3 separate regions of the Mus musculus genome follow, and all the other regions are linked to region 2. Evidence: chromatin contacts called from public HiChIP or PLAC-seq and promoter capture Hi-C data. All regions are on one chromosome and are shown on one strand. Each heading gives the region's core, a stretch centred on a gene start, on an enhancer-like site or on the middle of the called end of the contact. The rest is flanking DNA. Distances are from core to core; before and after follow the strand shown. Region 1 holds the start of AU015836 (expressed sequence AU015836). Region 2 holds the start of Arx (aristaless related homeobox). Region 3 holds the start of Zfx (zinc finger protein X-linked).

Region 1 (4,580 bases), core at 1,605-4,104, 680 kb before region 2:
ATAGCAGATAATGTACTGTAGGTAAGGACCTTAAACTCATACTAGTAGATCCTCCATGAATAGAAGCTATATGTCACAGAAGACAGGGCCAGCCTCCTAGGGCATAGAGAAGACTAATCAAAGGTATTTTGCTTGGTGATGCTTGGTGTCATCCTTTGAAGCAGAGCTTATTCATGGAAGCCACCTGGGGAGATTTGAAAGAACGACAGCATGAGTTCTCCAGAAATTCTGCTTCATAAGCCTGTGCTGGTGTCTGGATAATGGTCACTTTCACAATCTTCCCAGGGGATTCTATCTAATATGCTAATACAATTGAGAATCAGCCTTAGGTATCAACCTTGCCACCCTGACCTTGGAAGCTAAGCAAGGTTAGTCCTGCTTTAGTACTTGGATGGGAGGTAGCTCAGTTTCTCTATATTATAGATGAAAACAATTTTCTCTCTCTCTCTCCTCTCCTCGCCCCCCCCCCCCGTCTGTGTGTGTGCCACCGTGTAGAGGTCAAAGGTCATTTCCTTCCAGTATGTGGGTCCCAGGATCGAACTCAGATTGTCCCATGGCAAGTGCCTTTTACCTGCTGAGATATTGCACCGGTCTAAATGATTTTCCTATGTGCCCAAACTAGATCCAATGGCAGGGTGTGGCAGCAAAACTCATAATCAGAGCACTTGGGAGGGAAGACTGGGGTTCAAGGCTATCCTGGAACACGCAGCCAGACCTCATTACAAAAAAGAGAAAACCTAATGGCTGGGAGGCAGCAAAGTGGGTAAAAGTGCTTGCAGGCATGCATGAGGGCCTGAGTTTGAATCCCCAGAATCCATCCGAAAGCCAATCATGGTAAGAGGAACACCTGTAACCCACGTGCTCCTTAGAGAAAGACTCGCCAGAAGCTCGAGCGCCAGCTAGCCTGGCTTAGCCAACAGAAACCCAACGACATCCTGTCTCAAGCAAGGAGGAAAGCAGACACCGATGCTCAAGGCTGTTCTCTGACTTCGACATGAATGCTGTGGTATGCATAAGCCTACATATTCATTCATTCATCCATTCATCCATTCACTCATTCATACATTCTTTTACATACACAATCTTAGTGCTCATTCTTTTACTTTTTTTTTTTTAATAAATCATTTCTTTTTAACTGCGTACTTCATTCAGATCACAGCCTCTTTTGGCTGCTTCCTCTGACAACAGTTTGGTTCCCATTTCTCCGGAATGCTACAACTGACTGTACTGAGTGAACCAGAGCCCCCAAACCAGGCCTTTTGAAACAGTAAATCAACAAACCAAAGTCCAGCCTCTCCTTTCCCTTAGGAAGGGACTGGTAGTCAAATGATCGGAATTCTACCTTCCAACTGCAGACACCCAAGAGCGTGGATGCACTGCAAACACGCAAACAAAACACAGCACAGCAGCCCCCACCCATATATTCCAGTGCCACTATCTGATCTCTGGCCTCTTCCAGTAGGAACGGCCTCACTCTAGCAATCTTAAGGAAGACGTTTTGGCCTCTACTTAATTTCCCAAAGAGACATAAAACCTACTAAAAGGGATACAATGGGTCAGCATAAATCGGCTTACTTACGAGAGACTTTTCTGAGTAACGGCTCTTGACTGTTGAGAAACTTCACATAATTTCAAAGTGGCAGAATCCAGGGCACTCAGAGAGGACAGTTCAGCAGTGGCCTAGTGTTGAGGGTAAGTTTCTGTATAATGTAGGTGCACACACACACCCCTCTTTTCTTCAGGGTCAGGCAAGCCGCCAAGACCTCGATCATCAAAGTAAGTTATTTTCTATATTACAGTGCATAAAACAAGAGAGGAAAGGATACTTTCATTGAGAGAGAGAGCAAGCGATCGAAAGGCAGGCGTTCATAGTGCAGAAAGTTCTGTGGCTAAGTAAATGGGCAGCAGCTGGGGCTTGTGGCCTTCAGGCGCTGAAGTACTGCAATTTGCCTCCAGAGGAGGCCTCAGCGGCGTCTGCTTCCTCCTTGGGTTTGGCTGGCTCCGCTGGCTCAGCTGGCTCCGCTGGCTCCTCTTCATCCTCCTCACCGAAATAGTTAGCCTCATAGAAAGCATCCTCATCCTCTTCGTCCTCTTCATCCTCTCCCTCCTCCTGGTAGTCAGCCTCGTAGTAGATTTCATCATCTTCGTCCTTATAATAGTTGTCTTCGTACTGGTAGTAGTCTTCATCGTCATAGTAGTCGTTATTGTTGTAATAGTTGTTCTCGTGATAGTAATCCTCCTCCTCCTCCTCCTCCTCCTCCTCATACTCCTCTACTTCGTAGTAATAGTCATCTTCATCTTCCTCCTCCTCCTCCTCCTCCTCTACCTCGGCATTCTCAAGCCCCTCGTAGTAGTAGTCATCGACATCATCGTCCTCTTCCTCCTCCTCCTCCTCCTCATCCTGCAGGGCCTCCTGGTAGATGTCCGAGTTGTCGTCCTCGCTCTCGCTCTCATTCTCTTCTTGAGGATAGATGTCTGGGTATTTCTGCATGCACTCCTTCAAGGCCTGGTACTCACTTGCACAATCGGACCCCTTGACTTCTTCGGTGCTGTGGTGGAAGCAGGAAAAGGCAGACTTGAAGTGTTCTCCACAGGGGCCGCTGGCCATTCCTCCAAGGCACGGGCAATTCCAGTTAATGCTGCCACTTGGCAGTATCAGTCCATACTCTGCATGGGGATCATTGGGCTCGTCAACCACCAGCTCGGCATTGCTGGGACTTTCGTGGTCTTCTTTGGTCACGAATACAACTTTATCTTTCTCTTCCTGCGGGCTGTAGGCCATGGTAGCTCCGGGTACTGCTTCGCAGTGCTGGTGCTCCCAACTAACAGCTTGCAGCTCTGAGCTCGAAATGCTGGAAGGCGTGGCGGTAGCTGATACACCTTCAGGCTGTGACCTCCCTCGCCCCTCCTCAGGCCTGGAGGGGCGGTTCTAAGGCCGGCACAGATCCGCCCCTTCAGGCCTGCTTGCTGCTGGCCTTCAGTATTTTTCAAAGGAAAACCTAACCTCCTGTTCTTTGGATGAGTACCCCTCAAAGGTCTACATGGAAAAGCTAGGTCCCCAGGGTGGTGCTACTTGCTGGGCAGTCCCTGTGGGGCTTTAAGCATCCCTTGTAGAAATTAGTGGACATCCTTAGGTAATTGAGGGTATACCTGTGAGGGGAATAAAGAGTCTAAAATCTCTCAGGCCCTTTGCATCCTGGATGATAATGTGTCTGATACTGCCTTCTATTCGTAGACTTGAATCTCCAGAACCATGAGCCAAAACAAAGCTCTCTTTACTTCCTAAGTACCCTGGATCAGGCATTTGGTTACAAAGCTCCACTTTTTTGAGGAAAAGTCTCACCCACTTTTCCTTCCTTACCTCTGCATCAGCTAATTGCAAACTTGGCTGAACATAGGGATCATCTGATGGCTTGCTAAAGTTAACATTCCCAAGTTCTCACCTGAACATTATTATTATTGAGTAGGCTGGCGTAGGTTCTTAGACTCTGTGATTTTTAAGATTCTCTTCCATAAATATAATCTGAACAATTTTCTAACTCTGAAATAAGGTGATTGTTGGTATGTTGTAAATTAAGGGAAATATGAATTATTTAATGTCAGTACAAAGGAAAATTAATATTTCCTTTTAATGATTTTTCTCCTGAGGGACAGACAACAATAAAAGATGGCAACCCTGCTTTATCAAAACACAGGCCTGAATTATTTTTATTTATTTATTTACTTTTTATTAGACATTTTCTTTATTTATTTACATTTCAAATGTTATCCCCTTTCCTGGTTTCCCCTCCGAAAATCCCCTATCCCTTCTGCTCTCCCCCTGCTCAACAATCCACCCACTTCTGCTTCCTGGTCCTGGCATTCCCTTATATTGGGGCATAGAGCCCTTCACAGGACCAAGGGCCTCTCCTCCCACTGATGACAGACTAGGCCATCCTCTGCTACATATGCAGATAGAGCCACGAGTCCCACCATGTGTTTTCTTTGGTTGGTGGTTTATTCCCTGGGAGCTCTGGGGGTTATTGGTTAGTTCATATTGTTGTTCCTTCTATGGGGCTGCTAACCCTATCAGCTCCTTGGGTAACAGGCCTGAATTATAACCCTGCATTTCTTATTTTGTTTGGTTATTGTTTTAAAATTAAACAGGTGGTCCTTAATGCTCCCTGGTCAGGGACACACCTTTTTATTTGTTAATTTTGCAAGTTGAATTCAGTTATAGCTTCCAGAATAGAAAATGAGTTGGCCACTGCCGGCACCCATCACAATGATGTTCAGTCATTCGGTCATTCTGTTGTTTAGTGGCTGGTAGTTTCCAGTGGGGGGTGGGGTGGGGTGGGGAATCACTGAATGCTCAGATGACCCAGGTGAAGCGCAGCTCAAACAATCGCTTATCTCAAACCCCCGGATTGAGCCCATGACTCACAGGGCCATGCTTTTAAAAGCTCCTCTCCAAGGCAGCTCAGAGGTGGGCTTGAAAAAGCTTTGGAAGGAATCCCTCGGGCCTAAGATCTGCTTGCTATTCAGCTGTGCTAAAGTCCTTGTGACTCACCTCCACAGCTGCACGGAGGGGGGGATGATGG
Region 2 (4,389 bases), core at 1,760-4,259:
GGCAGTTCCCAGGAGCCAAGAGAGGTTCCTGGACTCTGTAGACCCCCCTCTATTCCACCCTCCTGGACCCTTTCAGCCCCAGCCCCATACCTGGTGAAGACGTCAGGGTAGTGCGTCTTCTGGAAAGCCCGCTCCAGTTCCTCCAGCTGGTAACTGGTGAACGTGGTGCGGTAGCGCCTCTGTTTGCGCTTCAGCAGCCCCTCCTCCGAGTCGCTGCCGGCCGACAGGCACACGCTGTCCTCACCATCCTTGCCCTCGGCGTCCTCCGGGTGCAGCAACAGCTCTTCCTTGGGCGACAGCTCCCCGCCCTCGGTGGCCACGGCGGCGGCAGCAGCGGCGGCGGCGGCGGCCACTGTGCCGGTGGTGGCCACCGAGCAGCGCCGGGGCTCCTTGAGCAGCGCGCGGGCATCGTCCTCCAGCAGCTCCTCGTCGTCGTCCTCCAGCAGCTCCTCTTCCTCCTCTTCATCTTCCTCATCCTCCAACAGCTCCTCCTCGTCGTCCTCGGCGCCCGTGCCACCACCCGCCGCGGGGGCACTGCCGGGTCCGCTGGCCGCGCTGAGGCGCTCCTCGGGGTGCGCGACGCCCCCCGGGCCACTCAGCTCGTCCAGGGCTGGCGGCGGGGGCACGAAGGGCGCCCCGTTCTCGCGGTACGACTTGCTACGACTGATGCTCACCTGCGGCGCCTGGCTGATCTTGAGCGTGTCCCAGGCAGCGGCGGCAGCGGCGGCAGCCACGGCCCCTGCGCTGTCCTGACGCTCCCCTGGCCGTGCAGCTGGTGGTGGCGGTGGAGGAACCTCTCCACGGGGACCTGCGGTGCCAGTGGCCGTGGCCGCCGCTGCGGCCGCCGCCGCCGCTGCAGCCGCCGCCGCCGCGCCCTGGAGGAGGCGGCCCCCGCCCGGGCCGTAGAGGCGCCGCAGCTTGGGTGGCAGGTGCAGCTCAGCCTCGAACGGGGCGCTGCTGCTCTTGGGGGAGCCTGCGGGCAAGGAAAAGTGGTCAGCGCATTAGCCCGACCGTTTGTTCCCCCGCCAAGCAGCTGTTGGGAGCCGGCTGCTTTGCCGCCTCCGTGCCCTCTATCCTCGGCTTTAGCTCCCCTTCCTGGCACACTTTTCCGGATTCTTTTTTTTTTTTTTTCTGATTCATTTTTTCTTTTTGTCCTCTCATCATCCCCGGTCCCGCCTTTTACCTTCGTCCCTTCATTTCTTTCATATTCTGCTCTTTATTTCCTCTTTCTTTCTTGTAGTACTCCTTTCGCACCCCCTTATTTTTCTTTTTCTTTCTACTTTCTCCCCACTCCTTTCCTCGTCCTTTTCGCCTTTAATGCCTTTCTGTTTTTTGCCTTCATGATTCCACTTTTCCTCTATCTTATTTCACTCCTTTCTCTTTAATCCTCCTCTCCATTTTAGGGTGGGGCAAATTTTTAAAAATCGAACAACTTTAAAAAATCACCACTACTCTGAAAACTTCGCGCCAGACTTCTGCCAGCTGTTCTGTCCTATGGGCCCCAAGGTAGCAAGAGGGGCACTGCCCCTCGGGCGACCCCTGCGGGGCGAAGCGGCCTGGGTCTCAGGGCCCTGAGCACCCGCCATGTCCCAACAGCCCACAGAGGCAGGAGGCAGGGTTCCCTAGCCCAAAATGGCAAAGAAAATTTCTGGAGAAAATTTGGAAAGAAATGTCTGGAGCGGGGACAGGGGTGAGGTTCAACAGGCACAGGCTGCTCCTTCCCTTGGAGGAAGCGCCTAGCACAGGTGCCCTTGCAGGCTAAAAAAGGAAAAGGGGAAAAGTCAGTTTTATTTTAGAAAGCCTCATTCTCTGTCTTTCGCTCCGATCTTCCAAAGGTGTAGCTGCTGGCTCGCTGGCTTCAGGGTTTAAACGACACCAACACTTCTTTGCCTGCAACACTACTGCATCCAGCTCATGGGGAAACTTGAGTATTAGTTCAGAGGACCAAAGGACACTTGTTTTGGATTTTTTAATTTCAGAAAAGAAAACACTTTAGATATCTCAACTCTTAAAAATTAACACAGTAGAGAAAAGTAGCGCCCAGAGGGTATACATTTCATGCATTTCGAATCCATTAAGTTGCTGTTTGGAGCACCCTAGGGTAATGTTTTCTGCCAACACTCGCATTTAAAAGGTCATCAATAATGTACAATTAAAAACTAAAAGGAAACACAAAACACCGCTTATAAAGAAATCTTCCAAAGGAGAAAGGCCAAAGTTCACCTTGCCTGAAGACACCACCACCATTCCTTAGCTTTTGGGGTTCTTGCCTCCGTGAAGTTGCTGCTTTTAAAGGAATTAAGAGCATCTGCTGCTTCAGTGCCATTCGGGGCACACCCAAGGCCACCAAAAGGGACTTTTAATCGCATCTAAGTATCTAAGAGTCCCACCCCCAAATGAAGCTTGGGCCCCTGCTTTTTCTGGAAGGAGAGATAGAGACGGTCCTTCTCTCTAAGGCCCCAGGCCCTAGAGTTCTCCCTTCTCTTCCCTATGTCTCCAACTTGACAAGTCCCAGGCCCCTTGTCCCCAGTTTCAAACATTCAAACCAATGCCCAATGCTCTTTTGCAGGTGCCTGTCCGGCACAACCTTACCTTGCATGGCTTTTTCCTGGTCAGCGCGGCTGGCCAGCGGGGCAGGCAAGCTCTGCGCGGCTCCCAGAAGCCTCATTTTGCATGGGCTTCTCCGGCCCAGGATGCTGTCGATGCAGTAGGAGGAGAGCAAAGTTGGAGATTTACTCTTGCACTCCGGCCTCTCAGAGCAGCCCTCTTCCTGGTACTGATTGCTCATGGCTGGTGCTTTTTCCTTGGGCTCAGAGAGCGGACCTCTGCTCCTCTCTCCTGGAGGGTTGGATGAAAAGGGTGTGTGTTGGGGATGGGTTGGATGGCTGATTAAAACAGTTATTACTGCGATCTTTGTTCCTTTCCGTCCCCCTCGGTTGCGGGCTCCCACCCTGACCTCAGCCGGAGCTCGTCCTCTCCGCGCTCAGGACAAGCGGTAACAAGTGTAGTGAGCCGCGGGCGCGGAGCTCTGGTGTCTCTCTGCTCCACGTGCTGAGAGGCGCTCTCTGATTGGCTCTCGACAGAGGCCGGGCTGCGTAGGCCTGCCGGCAAAGCGCAAAGCGCGAACTGGATTTCGGAGAGGGGCCTATGAGTGTGGGGGCAGGGGATTAGCAGCTGGCACGCACTAGAGCCAAATTTCCTTTTCTTTCTCTTTCTCTTCTTTTAAACTAACTACTTTCAAACTTTGATATCGTTTTCTTGTCGCTCCTTCTTGTCCTTAGGGTTATACTCTTAGTTGTAGCTCAATTGGGTGCTAGGTTTGTGGGTGCCTCTTGGACTTCGGCACCCCTTCCACTATCCAGAGGACCTAGCTCCCTGTAGCTGTACGAGATCAACCTGGCGCCTTTCAATGCCGACATTATCCTCCTAGGACAGTGTCTTGACCTCAGCGCTGTTCAGTCACCATCCTTTCTAGGACCAATGGACCTCCGACGTGTCAGAGGCAACCATCTGCTGTCTGAGCCTTTGCTTTTTCTCTTGTGGCTCAAAGCCTAGAGTTATTTGTCTTCATCCAGAACCTATCTGTTGCTCTCTTGTTAATATCCGCTCCCAACATTCTCTGTCTCTGTTTTTAACTCTGGACTGTGAAAAGGTCCTTAAATACAGAGCCCTGCTAAAGACAGAGTCTTCCCTGGAGTATTCAGAGAGGTGAAAGGGACTGGCAAGAAAGAGTCCAAACCTCCCAGAGAGGAGACTGGGAACAAGACTGGGGGAGTCTCTTTTCTCTTCTGACACTCCTCACTCTTTCCCTACTTCTCCAAATTTATCTTGGTTAGGCTGTCACCCCCTGGCAGCGCCTGGCGTATGAAACCCCTTGCACTGCAGAAGTGTGATTCTCAGTTTCCTAGGACAGAAGGGACTGACCTTTACCTTGAACCAAGTCGAAATGCCTAACATTTTGAATCCTGTGACCTGGCCCCTGTTAGCAAAAGTGATGGAGGAGCGCCTTAAGGGGAAGCAGTTGCTTCTCAAAGGGCTCCCAGTATTGGACCCAACCCTGAGTGAAGTTGGGTCGATCCCGGAGAGGAGCCAGAATGGACACCCTCATTCCCTAGGTGTAGGTTCCAAGAGACAGCTACGGCCTTGACTTTGGCGGGGTGGGGGTGAGGGAGGTGGGTAAGAGGTCGGGGAAGGGGAATCCACGCCAGGTTTTCCTCTCTCAGCCCCTTCAATGTGTCAAAGAGAAAACGTTTTACAAAGGATTATACTTGAATCACTTACAGTCAGTATTTAAAAATACAAGGATACCTAACTGGGATTTTTCCCCCCAGCCATAAACATCTGCATAACTCTTGGATGCTAGTGGGTGAGTGGCAGATAGATCGATCG
Region 3 (4,144 bases), core at 235-2,734, 840 kb before region 2:
CACACACACACATACACACCACACCACACCACACACGCACGCGCGCTCACATTAAGTAGAGGCCCTTAGGTGTGTGTGTGTGTGTGACAGAATCTCACTGAATATACCACAGTCTGGCCTGAAACTTGCCAAAATCCTTTTTGGATTGTGGACATTACAGGTTTGAGTTATCATGCCTGTCTCCCTTTTAAAAACAATTTTATGATTGTAAGCTGATGAAACAATTTACATTCTTAGAATATGTTTAAAGACACCTCACCCCAGTTTGCAATTTGCTTTATCCTTTTTGTTCTTTAAAGATGTCTTAACTATGGGAAAACAGCTATCAACACTGTCTACCAATATGTCAAGCTGGGTGTCTGAGCACACGTCTGTGATCCCAGCACTTGGGAGGCCGAGGCAAGAAATTGGCTATATCCCGAAATATCCACTGTCTTATGTCCCCCAGTACACCACAAAAAGTTCTATCATGTTAGAGTCTACAGTAATGTACAAACTATATAGTTTAATGTTTTTCGGTGGTAGTGGCCCATGCCTTTAATCTTAGCGCTTGGGAGGCAGAGGCGGGTAGATCTCTTGAGTTCAGCCTTGTCTACAAAGTTAAGTTTCAGGACAGCTAGGACTACTCAGAGAAACCCTGTCTGGCAAAAAAAAAATGCCACATAGTGATCTGGATTGAGAAAAACACAAAACTCCTATTTTTAAGTTTATAAATATTTTGTTGAATCAGATACTTTCACTTCTTTATCTTCTTAAAGTTTAAGAGACTTAAGAATTTTATTTAAAAAAATCTCGATAATTGTAGAGTGTTATAGCATTATTACATACATAAAAGTTATGATCCATAGACTTCCAGTGTAACACACGTGTAGTTTCTATAGCACTAAAAATCTCTATTCTCTGCAGTGTGCTAAAGGCTTCAAAATGTACCTAACCCCCCCCCCCATAAAAAGAGACCAATTTGGCTTCCCGACAGAAAGCTTATTTATTAAAAAAAAAATTACCGGGTTTGGTTGTTATTCTAGGTACCCCCCCAACACTCTGCCTGCACCATTCAAATTGGCAAGGCCATTTTCATTTTGTTTCAAAGTTGTTTTTTTTTTTTTTTTTTTTTTTAAAGGGAAGGCAGGGGACGGCGAGGGTTGCTAAATTTATCTTCATCCCCAGGCACCGGGGATGAAAACACACACACACCGCACACACACACATTTACGGCGGGAGGGGGGTCTGCGGGCCTGCAAACAACTCGAGCCACCGCCTCAGGCCGGGACCCTCGCGGAGAGGCGGTAGGTGTCCCCGAAGGCCCCCGGGGGGTGGCCGCGGCCCACAAACATGGTGGGGGGTGGCCCGGGCCTCCCGCCTCTCGACGGTGTCGGTGGGCCACGGCCTCGTGCGGATTTTACAGCCGAGGCGGCGGCGGCGGCGCGTGTGTGGCGGCGGTGGCGGGCGGGAGCGCGGAGGTGGAAAGAAGGGGGGCGCTGTCACGGAAACTCGGGCCGCCGGAGACCCCGCCGCAGCGAGGCCACTGGGCTCCCCGGTTGCGGGGCGTGAAGGGCGCCAACCCGGGGCGTCAGCGGGACCCACCGGGCGGAGGAGGGGGCCCAGCTACCCTTCCGCATTTTCCTGGGTCTCTCTCCCCGGCGGTGACGTGACGTGCTGACGGCGGGCCCGTGCCGGGGAGCTGGGCCGCTTTTTGTCAGCTCCGAGCTCGGCCCCTCCTCCCTCCCTCCGCCCGCCCCACCAGCCGGAGCCCGGCCCAGTGCTCCAGAGAAAGGCCGGCCTGCAGCACCCGCCACCGTCGCCGACCGCCGCACGACCGTCCGGTGAGTCCGGGGCGCCACTGCGGCCGTAGGGCCTGGTGCGCGCGCGGCGGCCTGCTCTCGGCCTGCTCGGCGGCCCGCAAGGCGCCCTCCCGCGCTAGGCCGGGCGGCGTGGCGCGCGACGCCGAGCAGGCCCCGAGGAGGCCGCAGTTAGGCCCGGGGTGGCGCCCGGGCGCTCAGAACGGCGGTCGAGGCGCGTTCTGGAAACGGGCGGGGACCGGGGCAGTGCCGCCCGGCGGTTGGGGAGGCGGCTGAGGGGTCCCGGGTGGGCGACGTGGCCGACCCGGGGCACCGTGCGGGGGCGAGGCCTGGCGAGGAGGCTAAGGCTGCAGGCATGAGGTGAAGGCCGCAGGCCGGCCCGGCCGATTTTCGCTATGTAAATATCGGCGAGGGGGGGGGGAAGAGGGACGGGGGACAAGATGGCGGCCGGCCGGCGCCTGCTGCAGGCTACGACGGAGGGGGTTGCCGGGAGGGGGAGCCGCCATTTTGAAGGCGGCGTCTGAGGAGAAAATTCCGCTACAGCCCGTGAGGGGGGGTGTGAGAGCGGGCCGCGGCGGCGCTAGCTACGGGGACCGGAGCCCGGGCGCGGCGTCGAGTGTGCGCGCAGGGGCGTGTTCGCTCCCCATGGCGGCCATTGCCCTCGTCGCCATGATGAGCACTTGGATCCCAGGCGCTTGGCGGCAGCGCCACCTTCCTGCCCAGCCTCCCACAGCCCCGTGACTGGCTGCTGTTTCCGCTGTGTTTCAGTTGAGCTGCCGCAGGCGGCCATCGCGGCCGTCTTGGCGCTGGAGCCACCTCATCTGTATGGCCCCGGGGCTCCGAGCCTTTTCCCGGCGCTTTGCTGCCGCTTCAGGGTGATCTGCCGCGGTGGCAGTAGTGGAGCCGGAGACATTTTCTTAGGACTTTATTTTCTCAGAGGTAGATAGACGTGGCCGTTAGGGTGACCCTGGTGCGGTGCTTCTCCGCCAATCGTTGCTTTCACGACTCTGTGAATAAAGAAAGAAAAGTGATGGGAAAGTTCTCACCACTCTTTTGACCAATAGGGGGAAAAAGGCATCCTACGAAAGCGGAAGACTAGCATATCGGAGGGAAGTTTTTGTGTTCCTTTCTGTGGAAACAAGTTTCTTGGGAGGCTGCGTTTGAATTTTGGTATATATATTTATTTATTTAACTGAGGAAAATTAAAGGGCAGAAAGTTATTTTCTTATCCAACGATGTAATGTGACGTATTAGCTAGCTTTCGTTGATTCGCTGTGGTAGCCCGTTTGTGAGGTTTTTAGAGTGGAATCGCACCCCATGAAATTTCTTTCGATCTCACCCGGTACAACTTTGCTGGTAACCTCGGCGTCCCATGCCGGCTGTGCTAGGTGCTGAGAAAGAGTAAGGAGGGTTCTTGTAAGTGGTGGCTGTGGGAGGCTTGTTGTTCAGAAGTAGAAGAGCAAATGTTGAACTGTAAGAAGTGCCGCGCGAAGGCTACATCCGAGTTAAAGTGGGTTTCAGAGCAGACATGGTTTCTGTTTGAAGCATCAGGAAGGAGTTCCTGAAATAGGTGGCATTTTGAGGTTACAAGCCTGATGGCCCAGACAGGCAAAGGGCGTTTCAAGGGTGAAGTTTCTTTAGAGAACAGCAAGTATTTACTGTTTGTCTGAAATGGATAGTATAGGTAGAGGCTTGCAAAGGTGGGTTGCAGCGCGAATGGCAAGGGCTTCTGCTCCGTGGGAAGCAAGTGCGGGAGCTCTCCGACTCCCGGATGACGACACCCGGATCTGTGCTTGATAGCTATCAGCTCGGTTGGGCTAGGACAAGTTTGAGAGAAGTAGGTTGTGTGGTAGGCTGACCAGTGTTTTTATAGTGATGATAATTACAAAGAGTGGTCAGAAGCCAGATTTTATTACCCTTTTAAAATGCTTTATTGCAGTTTTGAATGATCCATTTTTGTTAGACAGCTGGTCCTTTTTCTATATTCACTGTAAATAACGTTTTACTCAGAGTTGTTATTTCTGTAGTAAACAGAGTTTCCTATGATTTCATTTCCCATTGTTGAAAATGAATCCTGGTGCTCCTCGAAGAAGATGAGAAATGAACTTTCCTACAAGTGTTCCCATGATGTTTTTAGGAAGTCAGTTTTGAAAATGAGTTTGGAAGGATGGTTATTAAAAAGCAGTGGCCTTCAGTTGCCCTTTGCAATCTGTTTTGCTCCCTGCTGAGAGTTTTGTTTGAGAGGCTAACTAAGGTTATTTGCTAAGCAAGCCTTCCTGCATGTTTTGATTAATATTTGACTTTTCTAGATGCTTATGTGGGAAATGTGTCTCACAGTTAGATAG

Evidence for each region. Promoter capture Hi-C pulls out the DNA fragments that hold promoters and counts their contacts. HiChIP or PLAC-seq counts read pairs in DNA pulled down with a chosen protein or histone mark.
Region 1: an H3K27ac HiChIP or PLAC-seq map of embryonic stem cells shows a contact between it and region 2, with 5 times the contacts expected there. The contact joins the promoter of AU015836 here to the promoter of Arx in region 2. A contact is called at or near these places in 3 of 39 promoter capture datasets (HPC-7-derived erythroid cells, embryonic stem cells and pre-B cells) and 1 of 115 datasets of contacts at active chromatin or transcription factors (embryonic stem cells).
Region 3: a promoter capture Hi-C map of pre-B cells shows a contact between it and region 2. The contact joins the promoter of Zfx here to the promoter of Arx in region 2. A contact is called at or near these places in 2 of 39 promoter capture datasets (cranial neural crest and pre-B cells) and 1 of 115 datasets of contacts at active chromatin or transcription factors (astrocytes).

The regions. Positions count from the first base shown.
Region 1 is chrX:93,966,930-93,971,509 of GRCm38.p6, reverse strand. It overlaps AU015836 (expressed sequence AU015836), which reads right to left and starts at 2,854. Exons shown (of 3, transcript NR_028320.1): 1 at 1,580-2,854.
Region 2 is chrX:93,285,127-93,289,515 of GRCm38.p6, reverse strand. Arx (aristaless related homeobox) reads right to left here and starts at 3,009. Exons shown (of 6, transcript NM_001305940.1): 1 at 2,957-3,009; 2 at 2,593-2,838; 3 at 91-973. The coding sequence starts at 2,788.
Region 3 is chrX:94,120,747-94,124,890 of GRCm38.p6, reverse strand. It overlaps Zfx (zinc finger protein X-linked), which reads left to right and starts at 1,484. Exons shown (of 9, transcript NM_001044386.1): 1 at 1,484-1,823.